Linked DNA regions of Rattus norvegicus: regions 1 and 3 are each linked to region 2. Evidence: chromatin contacts called from public Hi-C data. All regions are on one chromosome and are shown on one strand. The core of a region is the stretch at or near the end of the contact, and the rest is flanking DNA. Distances in the headings are between cores, read along the strand shown. Region 1 holds the start of Vim (vimentin). Region 2 overlaps Cubn (cubilin). Region 3 holds the start of Trdmt1 (tRNA aspartic acid methyltransferase 1).

The links. Hi-C and Micro-C count contacts between places; a contact is called where the count stands out from the background.
Region 1: a Hi-C map of Schwann cells shows a contact between it and region 2, with 2.7 times the contacts expected there. The contact joins the promoter of Vim here to the enhancer-like site in region 2. A contact is called at or near these places in 2 of 12 Hi-C or Micro-C datasets (Schwann cells and psoas muscle) and 1 of 1 datasets of contacts at active chromatin or transcription factors (oligodendrocytes).
Region 3: a Hi-C map of Schwann cells shows a contact between it and region 2, with 3 times the contacts expected there. The contact joins the promoter of Trdmt1 here to the enhancer-like site in region 2. A contact is called at or near these places in 4 of 12 Hi-C or Micro-C datasets (Schwann cells, hepatocytes, kidney and 1 more) and 1 of 1 datasets of contacts at active chromatin or transcription factors (oligodendrocytes).

What each region holds. Positions count from the first base shown.
Region 1 is chr17:81,574,283-81,578,573 of GRCr8, forward strand. Vim (vimentin) reads left to right here and starts at 2,979. Exons shown (of 9, transcript NM_031140.1): 1 at 2,979-3,621; 2 at 4,178-4,238. The coding sequence starts at 3,059.
Region 2 is chr17:81,400,308-81,404,762 of GRCr8, forward strand. It overlaps Cubn (cubilin), which reads right to left. Exons shown (of 67, transcript NM_053332.4): 30 at 67-241. Among named protein-coding and RNA genes, the nearest start is that of Cubn, 99 kb to the right of the region's middle. Within about 2 kb of position 1,299, at least 55 of the 93 cell types and tissues checked have an H3K27ac peak or open chromatin away from gene starts, as enhancers often do. A contact at or near this core is called in Schwann cells, where this site is marked.
Region 3 is chr17:81,551,999-81,556,559 of GRCr8, forward strand. It overlaps Trdmt1 (tRNA aspartic acid methyltransferase 1), which reads right to left and starts at 2,038. Exons shown (of 11, transcript NM_001031643.1): 1 at 1,941-2,038. The coding sequence starts at 2,004.

The DNA.
Region 1 (4,291 bases), core at 1,729-4,228, 180 kb after region 2:
GATTTAAAAACTTCTGAGATAGGTTTTCATTGCCATCGAAAATAAATATGAAAACTAAGAAAGCTATGCTCATAGACTGTTTTCTTGTAAAGATGTGCACACACTCAAATATACTGATTTCTCTTTGTTTGAGAATATCATCTAGTGGATAAAGTGCTCTCTCGATCTCCCCTCCCCCTCCCTCTCCCCTCCCCCTCTCTTCCTCCCTTCCACCCTCCCTCCCTCCCTCTCTTTCTCTGAGAGAGAGAGAGAGAGAGAGAGAGAGAGAGAGAGACCAAGAGAGAGAGAGTAATAGAAGTGTATGTGCAAGTGTACATGTGTGCATATGTGTGCATGGACATGTGTGAGTATGTGTGTAATGAAGCAAATCTTTTCCAAGTCTAATCACTTCTCCTCTTCTCCATGAAGTAGTAAAACTAATTTTTTGTAGCAGTTTTCACTCCTCTATCTCCTAAAAGCTGTTTAAAAGGAAGAAGGAGTTGAAGATAAACACGCAGGTCCACCATTACCATATCAGCAAATGTATTAACAGTAGAAGGAGAATGTTCATAGATGTCCCTGAAGCTACAAAAGTGGAATGGGCCGGGAAGAAGGGCTCCCCTTCGGGTGATGAAGAGGACCAGGGCAGTCATCACAACCTGAGGAATTTGCTGTGGGTGCCCACATGGCACACTGCCACACCACACCAGAATCCAGTCCTCCTTTTCCACAGTGACTCATTCAGCAAGGGTCCCCTGACAAAGCCACTGCACTGCCCTGGGATCAACACACCATGTAGGAGGAAGGCTACCCTCCCTCCTCCCCACAGACAACCACTTTCCTCATCCTGAGCCATTCCGAGCAATCTCACAATGGTGACATTTGCTGAGCAGTGGCTTGAATAAAAGGCTCTCAGTATACAGAATGGTAACGTGAGGCACAGGCTAACCCCGGGAATGCTCTCTGGGAAGGACCCACAGACTCTCATTAAAAGGAGAATAAAGAAACCAACAGCAAGAGAGCTGGGTCCCCAAGGGTCCTGCAGCCGCAACCTTGGCAACAACATTCCCCAGAACTGACTCAGATGAGGTTTGCTTCAAAGAGTCTTGTACAGAAAAACAAAATAAAACAAGACAAATACAAACAAAGAAAAAACTAGCATAAATCCTGCCTGCGTCTCTAAACTGCTTTTCTTAATTGCCAGGTGAGCTGGGAACACTCTGTGCTCCAAAAAAAAAAAAAAAAAAAAAACAAAAAAAACAAAAAACAAAATCAAAAGCAAAAACACAACACAAGCTCTTTCTCCTATTCTGTTCACTAATGAACCCATCTCCCAGGTTTTTGTTTTGTGTGTGTGTGTTTTTTTTTTTTAAATTAATCGTTTCAGTACTCCTCAATTCCCCACCAAAAGCAACTGTAATTTTTCTATCAGTGCTGAATCACAGAGGGCCTGACTTCACTTTCTTGAAAACTCCTTCTCTCTCGGAGAATCCAGTCCCCTTCGTCTTGCCTAGTAGTTAACAGTGAAGCAATAGCCTTCGGTTGGGCCTTTTCCCTCTGAAAAGGTGACAGTCTCTGGATCTGGACACACTCTGAACCCTTTGTTCTGTGCACAGTTGTCTCCGTTTCAAGTTAGATTTCATGACGTTTCTTTGTGGAAAACAGGATCTGTGACATTGTCCAGACGAGTCACTAGAATCTTTCCCCCTGCATCGCTGCTCTAAAATCTACACAAATCTGCTTCTTCGGTTTATCACTTGAGTTACATAACTACCTTTCATCCGAACTCATTCATCGAATTGGATATTTTAGCAACACCTAATGAATTCTTGTCCGGCTTGGGTTATCTTCTAATGAAGTCCACTTTTCAGAAAAGCCCGTGATCACTGAGCTTGCTTTTGAAATTACCAAAGTAGTTTCCTCTTTCACCCAGAACTTAGGGTGTGGTTTCATGCAGGAAGAAGAGACAAGAGGGAAGGGCGGCAGGGAGACTTAGCTAGAAAAGCCTTTCTGAGTGCTTTTGTGGTCTGGGAGGAATGGGATGTGTTTTGTGACTCCCCCGGGTCTGCATGAGTTTCTTCCTAAAGAGAACCCTCCACACTCCCACAATAATAACCAGAGCGGCCACGCTCAAAGTTGGTTTAAAACTTGGGACAGCGAGTTCAGCGCTCTTGGAGTCTGGAGTCAATCTCAACTAACGGTTTTCCTGAACCGCTAGCCGATCTCACCCTCAGGGATCCATGAGACACAGACACTGACTCAGCGACCCCACCCCTGTCCCCTGGGCTTTCCTCCAGAGGCAGTGGATCCTGATCCTCTGGAGTTGCACGGAGTCCGTTAGATCAGGGGGTACGACCACCCCAAACCTCTGTAAAGGATCCGAGCGAGCGCCCGGCCTTGAGCTAGATATCTTGGGCTGTGTGCTTCTCCACCCCCAATCTCAGGCCCTCTTTGTTTCTCTCTCCCCGCCTTCCGATCTGCAACACCGCTCTTGCAGGCTCTTCCCGCTCCCCGGCTCACAGATCTCCCCACCCACCCAGTCCCAGAAGACCGCAGCTTTGCGACCGCGCCCCTCCTACCGGCGCGCCTAGGCCCACGCCCCTTTGGCTCAGTGCCAGGGACCGATTTACACAACTTTCCGGAGCCCCCCTTCCCCCACGAATCCTCCCCGCGATCCCTTCTTTCTCAGCACCCAAGGGTGAGCAGAGAGTTGGGGTGATCATCCGGAAAACCCCTGAAAGTCCTAAGACTTCCAAGTAATAACAGGACTGTGCTCGATCCCCGAAAGCCCAGGAGGAAGGCTCGAGGGGAGCCCCCCCCCGCCCCACTCCTTCCTCACTTCTCTCCGGGTCCCCATTGGCTGGCTCATTCGGCGGCTAGGATGACAGTGGGAGGGGACCCTCTTTCCTAACAGTGTTATAAAAGCAGCGCCCTTGGCGGGGTCCAGTCCCTCTGCCACTCTTGCTCCTGGACCCCCCAGAGACCCCAGCGCTCCTACGGTTCACAGCCACTGCGCCCTCGCTCTCTTCTTGCAGATCTTGCAGCCGCAGCAAGCCAGGCCACCTCGTCCTTCGAAGCCATGTCCACCAGGTCCGTGTCCTCGTCCTCCTACCGCAGGATGTTCGGTGGCTCCGGCACATCGAGCCGGCCCAGCTCCAACCGGAGCTATGTGACCACATCCACCCGCACCTACAGCCTAGGCAGCGCGCTGCGCCCCAGCACTAGCCGCAGCCTCTATTCCTCGTCCCCGGGTGGCGCCTATGTGACCCGGTCCTCCGCCGTGCGCCTGCGGAGCAGCGTGCCCGGCGTGCGGCTGCTGCAGGACTCCGTGGACTTCTCGCTGGCCGACGCCATCAACACCGAGTTCAAGAACACCCGCACCAACGAGAAGGTGGAATTGCAGGAGCTGAATGACCGCTTCGCCAACTACATCGACAAGGTGCGCTTCCTCGAGCAGCAGAACAAAATCCTGCTGGCCGAGCTCGAGCAGCTTAAGGGCCAGGGCAAGTCGCGCCTGGGCGACCTCTACGAGGAGGAGATGAGGGAGTTGCGCCGGCAGGTGGATCAGCTCACCAATGACAAGGCCCGTGTGGAGGTGGAGAGGGACAACCTGGCCGAGGACATCATGCGGCTGCGAGAAAAGTAAGGCCTGACCCACGCGAGTGGTGGGGTGTGGGTGTGGGTGTGGGAGGGAGGGGAGTCCTGGGCCTGGCGCTGGGGCTGCCACGCCCTTAGGGATGTGGCTGGGGTGGCGGTTGTCTGGGGGATAGCAGAGGAAGCGGGCCCCACCCTGAACCTAAACTTTGCAGTGAACATTTCTCTCTTCTCCCCACTCAAGCACTTCAGTTGAACTTTTAGAAAGTTTGTTAGGTCCATCTGGTGAGCTTACAGTTACCAGACAGAACGAAAGAATGGGTGTGAAGGTTTCCAGACAAAGAGATGGCAAAGGCAACTGGGACGCTGGGACAGGGGACTGGCTGTGATTGTTGGGAAGGGCACTGATTGCCTTTTTCAGTGTGCCCCAGCTCCACCTAACACCTGCAGAGAGCTGCCAGCTCGACAAGTTGCCGTCACTGCTGTGGGTGGAGGTGTCTGTCACAGCAGCCCTGGCCTCAAAGCCAGCGTTAGTGGTTGGGTGTGGCCGCCCCGCCCCTGGCCGTTTCCCAGTTCCCCTTTGGTTAATGTGCTGCTGCTTCAGATTGCAGGAGGAGATGCTCCAGAGGGAGGAAGCCGAGAGCACCCTGCAGTCATTCAGACAGGTCTGTAGACTCCTTTTTCACATGCAGCCCGCAGCTCCACGGAGCCAACCGCA
Region 2 (4,455 bases), core at 49-2,548:
AATTTTGTAAACTTCACCTAGGCTTCTGCTCAAAGGCTTTTGGGTTGCCTCCGTAAGTTCACCTACCTCCAGGGACTGCTCGCCACGAGGCATTGAAACCTCTTCCATTTAAAGTGCTATCCGTCTTAAATCGGATTGCTAGTTCATTGCCAGTGCTGGAGACCTGCATGGGGTTCGCTGACGGTGATTGGGAACACAGTTGGGCTATTCTTGGAGAGTTAAAATCAAGACCTGCATAGATCTAACAAGGATACAAAAAAAAAAAAAAAAGACATTAGTCGAAAGATACATCTAGGCATATCAGCCCTGTTTTGAGTTCTTTTCCCAACTAGTTCTTAGAATCTATTATGATTACTGATGGTACTCAGTCTTCCTTGGTAGGATGAACTATAAACCTGAACTGAATAGTTATAGGCACTCCCATTGCCTTAGAACACACACTTTCAATCACTTACAAAATACCTATGTGCTTCATCAGACGGAAAACACCCAGATTGCTCTAGAACGTTCCCTATCTTTTGCTTTCTTCTTTTTCATTGGTCTGGGGATTCTTGCTTTCTCTGGAGAGACATTGCATATAATACAGTATAAAGATTGATTTTCTAAATCTTGGAAGTCTCAGGTGAGAGCTGGCTTTGCTATTGAATGTTGAGTTCACTGAAGGCTGTAGATTCTCCAGTTACACTTTTAGGAAATCTCATCTATCCTGAAAATTGGATATTTTACAAGATGTAAAAGTCAAGCATAGCAGGTTTGTTTCTTCAGAGGAAGTCAAAATACAGCCTGCAAAAGTGTATTCTGGGCATCTCGGGAGTAGCATGCATTCTCCAATGTCAGCACTGAAGAGTATGGCCAGGATCTCCTAGCTCCCATGTGGAAACTCACAGGTGTCTCCAAATTTGCCCAAGTGTATGACTGACTGGGATCCCTCAACTCGATGGTACATTCTAGAGAAAAAGGTTTTCCTTTCCTCAGCACTATTCCCGCAGAACTCACACGCTGGACACTTTTCTTACGTGTGCCTGGAAGTAGGGGTGAAGGGAGGATAAAGCTTAAAGAAAAAACACTGACACCTCTACTCCCATCTCCAAGGTCTCATCAGAGTTGCTTTGTAGAAGACAGACCACTTTGGATGACAGTTTTCATGTACGTTTGTGTCTGAGGCCTTCGCAGCACCCAGGGCCAAAGCCAGGCAGGAAGGCAGCTCAACAGGGCAGCAACCCTTCACTGCTCAATGGGCCTCTTTCCTCCTGCTCCACCCGAATTCCCTCCCTTCCTTACTCACTCTCAAGCCCTCAGCTGACTGACGGGGAAACTCACTGGAGAGTTCCCTGGGGGAGACAGTGAGAACAAGAACCCTCCTATGGAGGAGGAGTGCATGGCTTAAATCTATAATGATTTCTTTGTCTGTTTAATCCACCCTCCCTTCCCCCCAGCAAAGCAGGAATTAAAGTAAGAAGAAACTGCTCTTTCCCAGAGGGCTGAGCGCAAGGCCAGTAATTGCAAAGGATTGAAGCCAGCAAATGCTCTGGGCTTATTATTTTCATTAGGAGGAGTTGATGTTTACTGTTTGTGAGGCCCCAAAAGGGCCATAAAAACAGGGCTTCAGGAAGGGCCTCCTTTGGCCCATTCTACATATACACATGTGAATGGAAGCTCCTCTTATCAAGAGCCCCTTCCCCATGTCTGTCTTTCCTTCCTGTCCAGGTTTCAGTCTCTAGCACTTGCAGCCAGCAGCCTGTGCTCCTAATCAGGGGGGTGCTGGCTGCCACCAGCCCATATTTCCAGAAAACACAGAGCTGGCCCTAGGCGCTGACAAAGAAACCTAGAAGTCGGCAAAATAATCTTTGTTTTTCCTCGTTCATCTATCCCCTTGAGATCGTAAAATAATGGCTGAGTTGGCTAGGCCTAGAAGCCCGCAAAAGAATAAACACCGCCACTTCTGACATTCTTTGCTTCCCCTGGTGCCGGACTGAACTCACAAATGACCACTGCTGAGAGGCCCTGGCTGTGCTAACTGCCCACACCAAGCAATTGTCTTGTTTTATTGTGCCAGGGAGGAGATTTCCTCCCCTGGGTGCTGATCCAGGCTCTGCACAGAACTCTCTTGGAGACTGAAAACAAAAGCAGCTTGGGAACATAGGGCAGCAGAGACACCAGGGGGACCGAAGTTCGGTGGGGACTGTTCAGTCCCCAGTGTTCCATAACCGAAGCAACAGAATGTCGATGTTTTTTTCGGTGTTCATAAATAAAACGGTCAGTTAGCACATGGTCACAAGTGGGGAAGGACGGAAAGAATTTCAGGGTGTGATTCATTCCACTCCAGCGTGTGACTAAACCCTGTGGGGAGGAAGAAATGGTGTGCAAATCAGAAATTAAAGTGTGTTTTTAGCCAATGCCCAGGATAGAGAGTATTTCAAAGCCTGCAGTGTTAATCTGTTCTGAACAATGCTTTCTGCTCTGTTAGCTCCATTTATTTGGAAGATCAAGTCAGCATTCCAGGGTCGTGAGTAGCTGTATGACAGTTGCTTTGTGTGACCGGCTGCTTTCTGGACAGTGACTCCAGGGGAAGAAATGGGTCCTGGTAAGACTTAGTGGACCCCAAAATATCCAATGTCTAGAGATGGAAAGTTTTATTTGGCTTTGCTTAGCAGGATTAAAAAAGGGGGGTGGGGCGCGGCGATATGTGCAAGTTGAGAAAGTTAACTTTGTTTCTGGATCATACACCCATCTGGGTAGCAGACTTGGAAACTGACTGTCAATATATTGTGAGACTAAGGAAAGAAATAAAACAGCAAAAAATCAAATCAAAACAAAACAACACCAATGTCCTCATGCCCATTTTAACATTAACTCACTACAGAACGTTCCGTCCAAGCTGAGCACTGGCAGGGATATGAAAAAGATTTCTGAATGAAAGGCCAAGGAGTTACTCTTCACAGCCTTAGGGGTCTTGACATATTCCTTAAAACTCTGTCCTTAAGAGAACTTAGGAGCCCACAGAACTAGCACCTTGTCCAAATCAATGTAAACTCAAGCGGGCTGCCACCTCTTCTCACAGACATCTTTGGGCTGGCACAGAACCATCTACCCCTGACAGTTGCTGCCTGGAGTCTCTGCTGCCCTATGCTCCCAAGGCTGCGTATACAGAATAGCCTGTCTCTGCCTTTTCATGTAATGGGTGTGACAAGGCCCAAAGCACAATGGCTCCACTTATGCCTTGCCAAGCGGGCACCAATCACATGTACTTGGAGTATGAAAATGAAGCGCTTGGACCTGGAACAGGGTGTGTTCCTAGCAGAGAATCGGAGGCCAGCCTTCTGTAAGTGTCACAGGTTTTATGCAACCAACTAGTGTCCTTGCTGGTAGAAGAAAAATTTCAGCCTCCCATGGGTTAGTGTTGGTGGTCTTTCTTCAAACTCTGAGGGTGACTTTTGGGAGGTACTTGTTCTGTCTTAAACACCACTCCTCCTATAAGATGTAAGCATCACATAGTGGCGGGACCGCTGCTGAAAGGGCAGTGGATTTGACTCGAGACCTCCAGATTCGGCCCTGACTCCTTTCCTCTCACCACTGACTCCTTGCAGAGGGAACTGGGGTGCTGAATGTAATTCCTAGTGACTGTACCCACCGTCAGGGGGACAGCCCGAGAACCTGCTTCTTCATACCACATGATTTGTAAGGGTTAAAGTTTTCTGTAAAGTACTCTCTACTCTCTTTGACCCTCTCTCATTTTATCCGGGCAGAGCAATGAGAGGCAACTGGGTTCATTCCATAGGCCTTCCGTTTATGGAGGAGAGTGCTTGCCCGAGAAGACTCTATGGAGAGTAGCATGAGGAAGGTGTCAGCTGGCAGGGAAAGCCTTGAAATGCTTCCCTTCCTAGCTGTAGAGAAAGGGGTATGCCTAAGACAAACCCAGGTGTCTCAGTGTGGGAGAGCATTGGGCTGTGCCCATGATCTACAGAGGCGATAAGTCCTGGGCCCAGCACTTTAAAGGCTTGCTTTTCCCCTAGCTCACTAGCCCACACTCATTTACTTTTCTTAATAATTCTCTGTGTCTACTTATATGGTCCACTTCTTTGCCCTGGGATCCATGAAACCGGAAACTTTGGGCAGTGCCATCTGAGCCCATAACAGCCACCATCCCAGTAGTCATAGAAAAGGCCATGAATGTGTGACTTGATTTTGACAATCATTATAAGTGGACAGCACCCTCCCCTTACTTCATGGGGCTATTCACGTCCAAGTGAGAATGTGGCTGCATACATTTGTCATGGACCACGTGTGCCTTATTACCATGAGTCAGTCACCCACAAGCACCAGGTGCTTACTCTATGTCACATGCTTGGCACTGTGAACACAGGAGAAAATAGAACAAACCAAATACCCAACCCCATGGGATCTATGTGTTATTAGCTGTAGAACTATATGAAATAGTAGTCCCCAGCACTGACA
Region 3 (4,561 bases), core at 788-3,287, 150 kb after region 2:
GCTGGGCAGACCTCAGTTAGGACACTGGCTCTAACTAACACTAAGCTTATTACAGACTCAAAACAGGCCCTTACATGTAGATGCCCTTAGTAAAAGTTAAGACAGCTGTCACTGTTATTAATCTTTATTAGCTACGTAAATACAAGAAAAACGCCAGAATGTACTTCTTTACATAAATTAAAACCAACATTCATCAAACATATAAACACTAAAAAAGCTCAATAATGGGGTTGGGGATTTAGCTCAGTGGTAGAGCGCTTGCCTAGGAAGCGCAAGGCCCTGGGTTCGGTCCCCAGCTCCGAAAAAAAGAACCAAAAAAAAAAAAAAAAGCTCAATAATTAAATATTAACTAATGGTTATTAGTTAATATGATTAAGACCTCTTTTATAAGCAATCCTCAAACCAAAGATACAGGGAGCTTTGGTAACAGGAAAAGTTATTTTGGATAACAGGGAAAGTATCTCTTAACAGGTCATACACTAACTAACATAAGATGGGTGAACAAGTCTTGTAGAAAAGTTTGGGTTTGCAATCTCTGAGAGGCAACAGCAGCAAAAGTAAAAGCTAGAACTAAGAAGGGACTTACAAGAGTGAAGGAATACAAAAATCCCACTGAGCTCCCACTGAGGCTAGACCAGAGGGCTCTGGGTAGACAGAAAACAGAACCCACAGTCCAGCCAAGACAGGGCTATAGACAGGTGATTCTAATGTTCACTGTAGGATGAATTAATCTAAAATTCATAAGCACATTTCAAGGAAAAAAAATCAAGATTTACACTTAAGGATTTTTTTGCAGCATACTGTGTTTGGGGTGGGGGTGGGGATTAGAAGAAATCTACAAGTTCAAAGAGTAAATAGTTGTTGTTCATGACTTCTAATAAAGCACTAAGTGGCTTTTAAAACCCTGTTAATTAAAAGGTTTCAAGTTATGGGGGGAAAGCTAAAATTATACAACCTTAGAAAGTTAATAGCGCAGATAGTACAAGCTTCCCTAATTTGCTTAATTTTAATATGATAAATTAATGTAAAGACCAGAAAAGTGGTAAAACATGAAATATTTCTAGCCTAGTATTGGATTAAAAGTCAATATTTGCTGAAAATAGATCCACCTAGCCTCTTGTTACTAAAAACAAAGCAAAGAAGTTTCCGTTTTGCATTCGTCTTAGTCTTAGCAACTTCAGAACAGACATGCTGTCAATGGAGTTCACTAAGTAAATATGAGTTATCACAAAAGTGGATAGATAGCAAAGAAATTAAGAAGCCTCAAAACCAAAGTGACAGCAAACTAATTTCTAAGTAGCTACAACGTGTCAGGCACATTGCTGTTTTTAATTCTCGAGAGGTCCCTTTCTGAAAGTTCTGCTTCACGTATTTAAAAACCAAATAAGAGAGTCAAAACTGTAAAGCCAGTCACACTGTATAGCAAAAATTGACTTCAGTTCTCTGGCATCCGCGTAGGCCTGCAGAAAGCATACTTATTTCCACAGACGTAACCCCTTTTGTTCCCCTTTCACCCTAATACTTGTAAATTCCTATCTTGAAATGTAGTTATCCTCCTGTTCCAACCCACCCCTGCCCACTTTCGTGACCTCTTCCAAGCTCAGTGACAGCCAACCTAGAATTTGGGTCTTAGCATTGGGCAAAGGGCTCGCCCCTTGCCTTAACTTTGAAGCAACTTGGGTTCATTTGGCTGCAGGGGCCCAAGAATGCCATCTCACAAACAGTACCCTGGGGCGCCGGCCTGTTTAGGCTACAAAGCTTGGGGCCAGAGTAGGGGAGTCACAGCCTGGAGGGGCGGACCCGGGAAGCGCACTAAGGTGGTTTCCAGGGCAACCGAGGTCGGCCGCAGCAGGTCCCGCCCCGCCGCTCCGCCCTCGGTGGCGCGAGAGCCGGAACTTGTGGGCCCAAGTGAATCTAAGAAAAGCTGTCTGTCCGCTCACCTCGCAGCGCGTGGTGCATGCCCCCAATGCCACTGTACAGCTCCAGGACACGCAGAGGTTCCATCCTCTCGCAACCGCGACCGCGGCCTGGAAACTAGGCCTACCGGTCCAACGCTTCTTTTACTCCCCCCACGTCCTCTCCGCTCCCTTCACTTCTGGTTCCGCAGCTTTTCAGTTCCCCGCAACTGGCTGCAGATTGAGAGCAGATTTGGAGCCTGGGAGCTAGCAGGGCGAGTGAGAGGCTCCCGCTTCCTGCCGCTCCTTAGCCTGATTTGTGCTTTTTCTTCCTTGTTTTGTGTTTTCTGCGGACTTGAGTGAGAAAGAGACCCCTCAGTAGAAAGCTGAAACTGCCATTGGCTTCGAAGTAAATTACTGATTAGAATAGTCTTAAAAACAAACAAACAAACAAAAAACCCCTCGGGCTCCTTTTGTTCTTTTCAAGTCTGACCTGATCGAGCATTTCTTTGAGGAATTTTAGGCACACATCTATATGCTCCCTGGTGTTCCTGTGCTAAGAGTATGAAGTTAAATCCTACCAGGCTCTTTCCTAAAGAAAGCTCCAGAATTACAAGTGCTTAAGGCCGAGCCTTATTGGCCCATTAATAATAAAGAGGATGTTTGCTATAAATGAAAATAGGATTTATCCTATTTACCCCAGCATACGCTGGTTTTTTTTTCTTTTGTTGAAAATAGATTTTCTTCATCACATAATGTATCCTGATTACAGCTCCTCCTCCTCTACTAAAGTACCCCTAGCTCTTCCCCACCCCCATCAAGATCCACCCCCTTTCTGTCTCTCATTAGAAAACAAATGAGCTTCTATGAGATAATAAAGTAAGATAAAACAAAAACTCACACATCAGTATTGAGCAAAGCAAACAGAAGGAAAAAAAGCACAAGAAAAGGCACAAGAAAGAGAAAAACTCATTTGCGCACTCATAAAACCACTAAATTGGAAACCATAATAGGACATGCAAAGAAAAAGTAGGGGAAAAGGGAGAAGAAAATATATAGATAAAATAAAACATAAGCTAAAAATTAAAGGAGGAGGGGCCCTGACACAACATTATATGGCAAAGACTCTCCAAAGATGCTACTGACTTCATTTTCTGTCGCCCACCTACTGTTGGGCATACAGCCTACTCTTAAGAGCGGTTTGTTTTCCCAGTGATGCTCCTTTGGAGGAAACTAAATTTTCATTCGCAGGAGGTGATCAATCGGGTATCAGTTCTGAGTTAGGGATAGGACGGGTGCCCATTTCTCCTTTCAGCTCTAGGGCCCCATCTGGTGCAGGCTGCGTCAATCTCTTTGAGTTCAATGTGTGCTGATCGTGTTGATTTAAAGGGCCTTGGTTGCTTGGTGTCCTCTGTCCCCCCTGGCTCTTACACTCGTCCCATCTCTTCTTCCACGGGGTTTCCTGAGCCCTTAGGGAGGGGATTGATGGAGACATCCCATTTACCACTGAGCATTCCAAGGCCTTGCACTCTCTACATGGTGTCTGGTTGTGGGTCTCTGCATTTGTTCTGCTCTGCTACAGTTGAAAGCTTCTCTGGTGAGAGCCGAGCAAGGCACTGATCTATGAGGATAGGGGAACGTCATTAGAAGTCATTTTGGCCAAAGGGAGCCCATGGAAACTCTCAAACAACAAAGCTGTTGCCGAAACTATAAGTTGTTCTCCACAAACTGACAGCAAGTCCCCATGGCTGAAGACAACATTTATACAACTCATGGAGCATGAAGAAGTCAAGTTGGTGCCTATGTAGAGCCTCCGCCTCAGCATGCTAACCTCTTTGATCTAGGAAGTAACTGCATCCTAGCTACCAAAGGAGAAACATAACCGCCAACCCAGCCGCAAACCCTTTGATATACACTGCTGTCCTGTCTGAAAGTTGTGTTAGTGCAATGGTGGCATAAACTCTGTGAAAATAGACAAACACTGTCTAATCAGACTTAAGACTCAACTTTTTAAATGGCCAATAAGCATTGTCCTTTATGTTTTCTGTACTTGTTAGTCATGTATTTTGATAGGAAAGGGTGTTACATGATAGAAGGGTAACTTGAAACTAGGATTTAGCCTTGACATTGACAGTAACTGGTTGTGTGACTTCGAGATAACCTGATTTCTTCATCATGAAGAGGGAGAGAGAAGAGATGGTTACTGAGTGCTTTGCAGTTCCAACAAATCATTGCTGAGTTAGTATTTGATAGAGTAGGCTCTGATTTTGCCCCATGTTCAAACTGGAATGTCTAGACAGAAAGCTTTTTAAATATCTTTAAAAAATAGAGTATTTAATCCACTCAGCTTATAGAAACTACATACACACATATAATTAATGAAAAGCTTTTCTAACACTGGTTATGTCATATTAGCATTATCAATAAATATCCACATGTAAAATGTATAACTATAAATAGGGAGCTACATAATCTCAGATATTTGTATATATATTCAACAATCAATATATTAAGTCAATCTAGAGTAGTGGTTCTCTACCTTTCTACCCCGACCATAAAATTATTTTGTTGCCACTTCATAACTGTGATTTTACTATTGTTATGAATTGTGATATAAATATCTGCTATACAACCCCCAAAGGAGCCTCTGGCCCATAAGTTGAGAA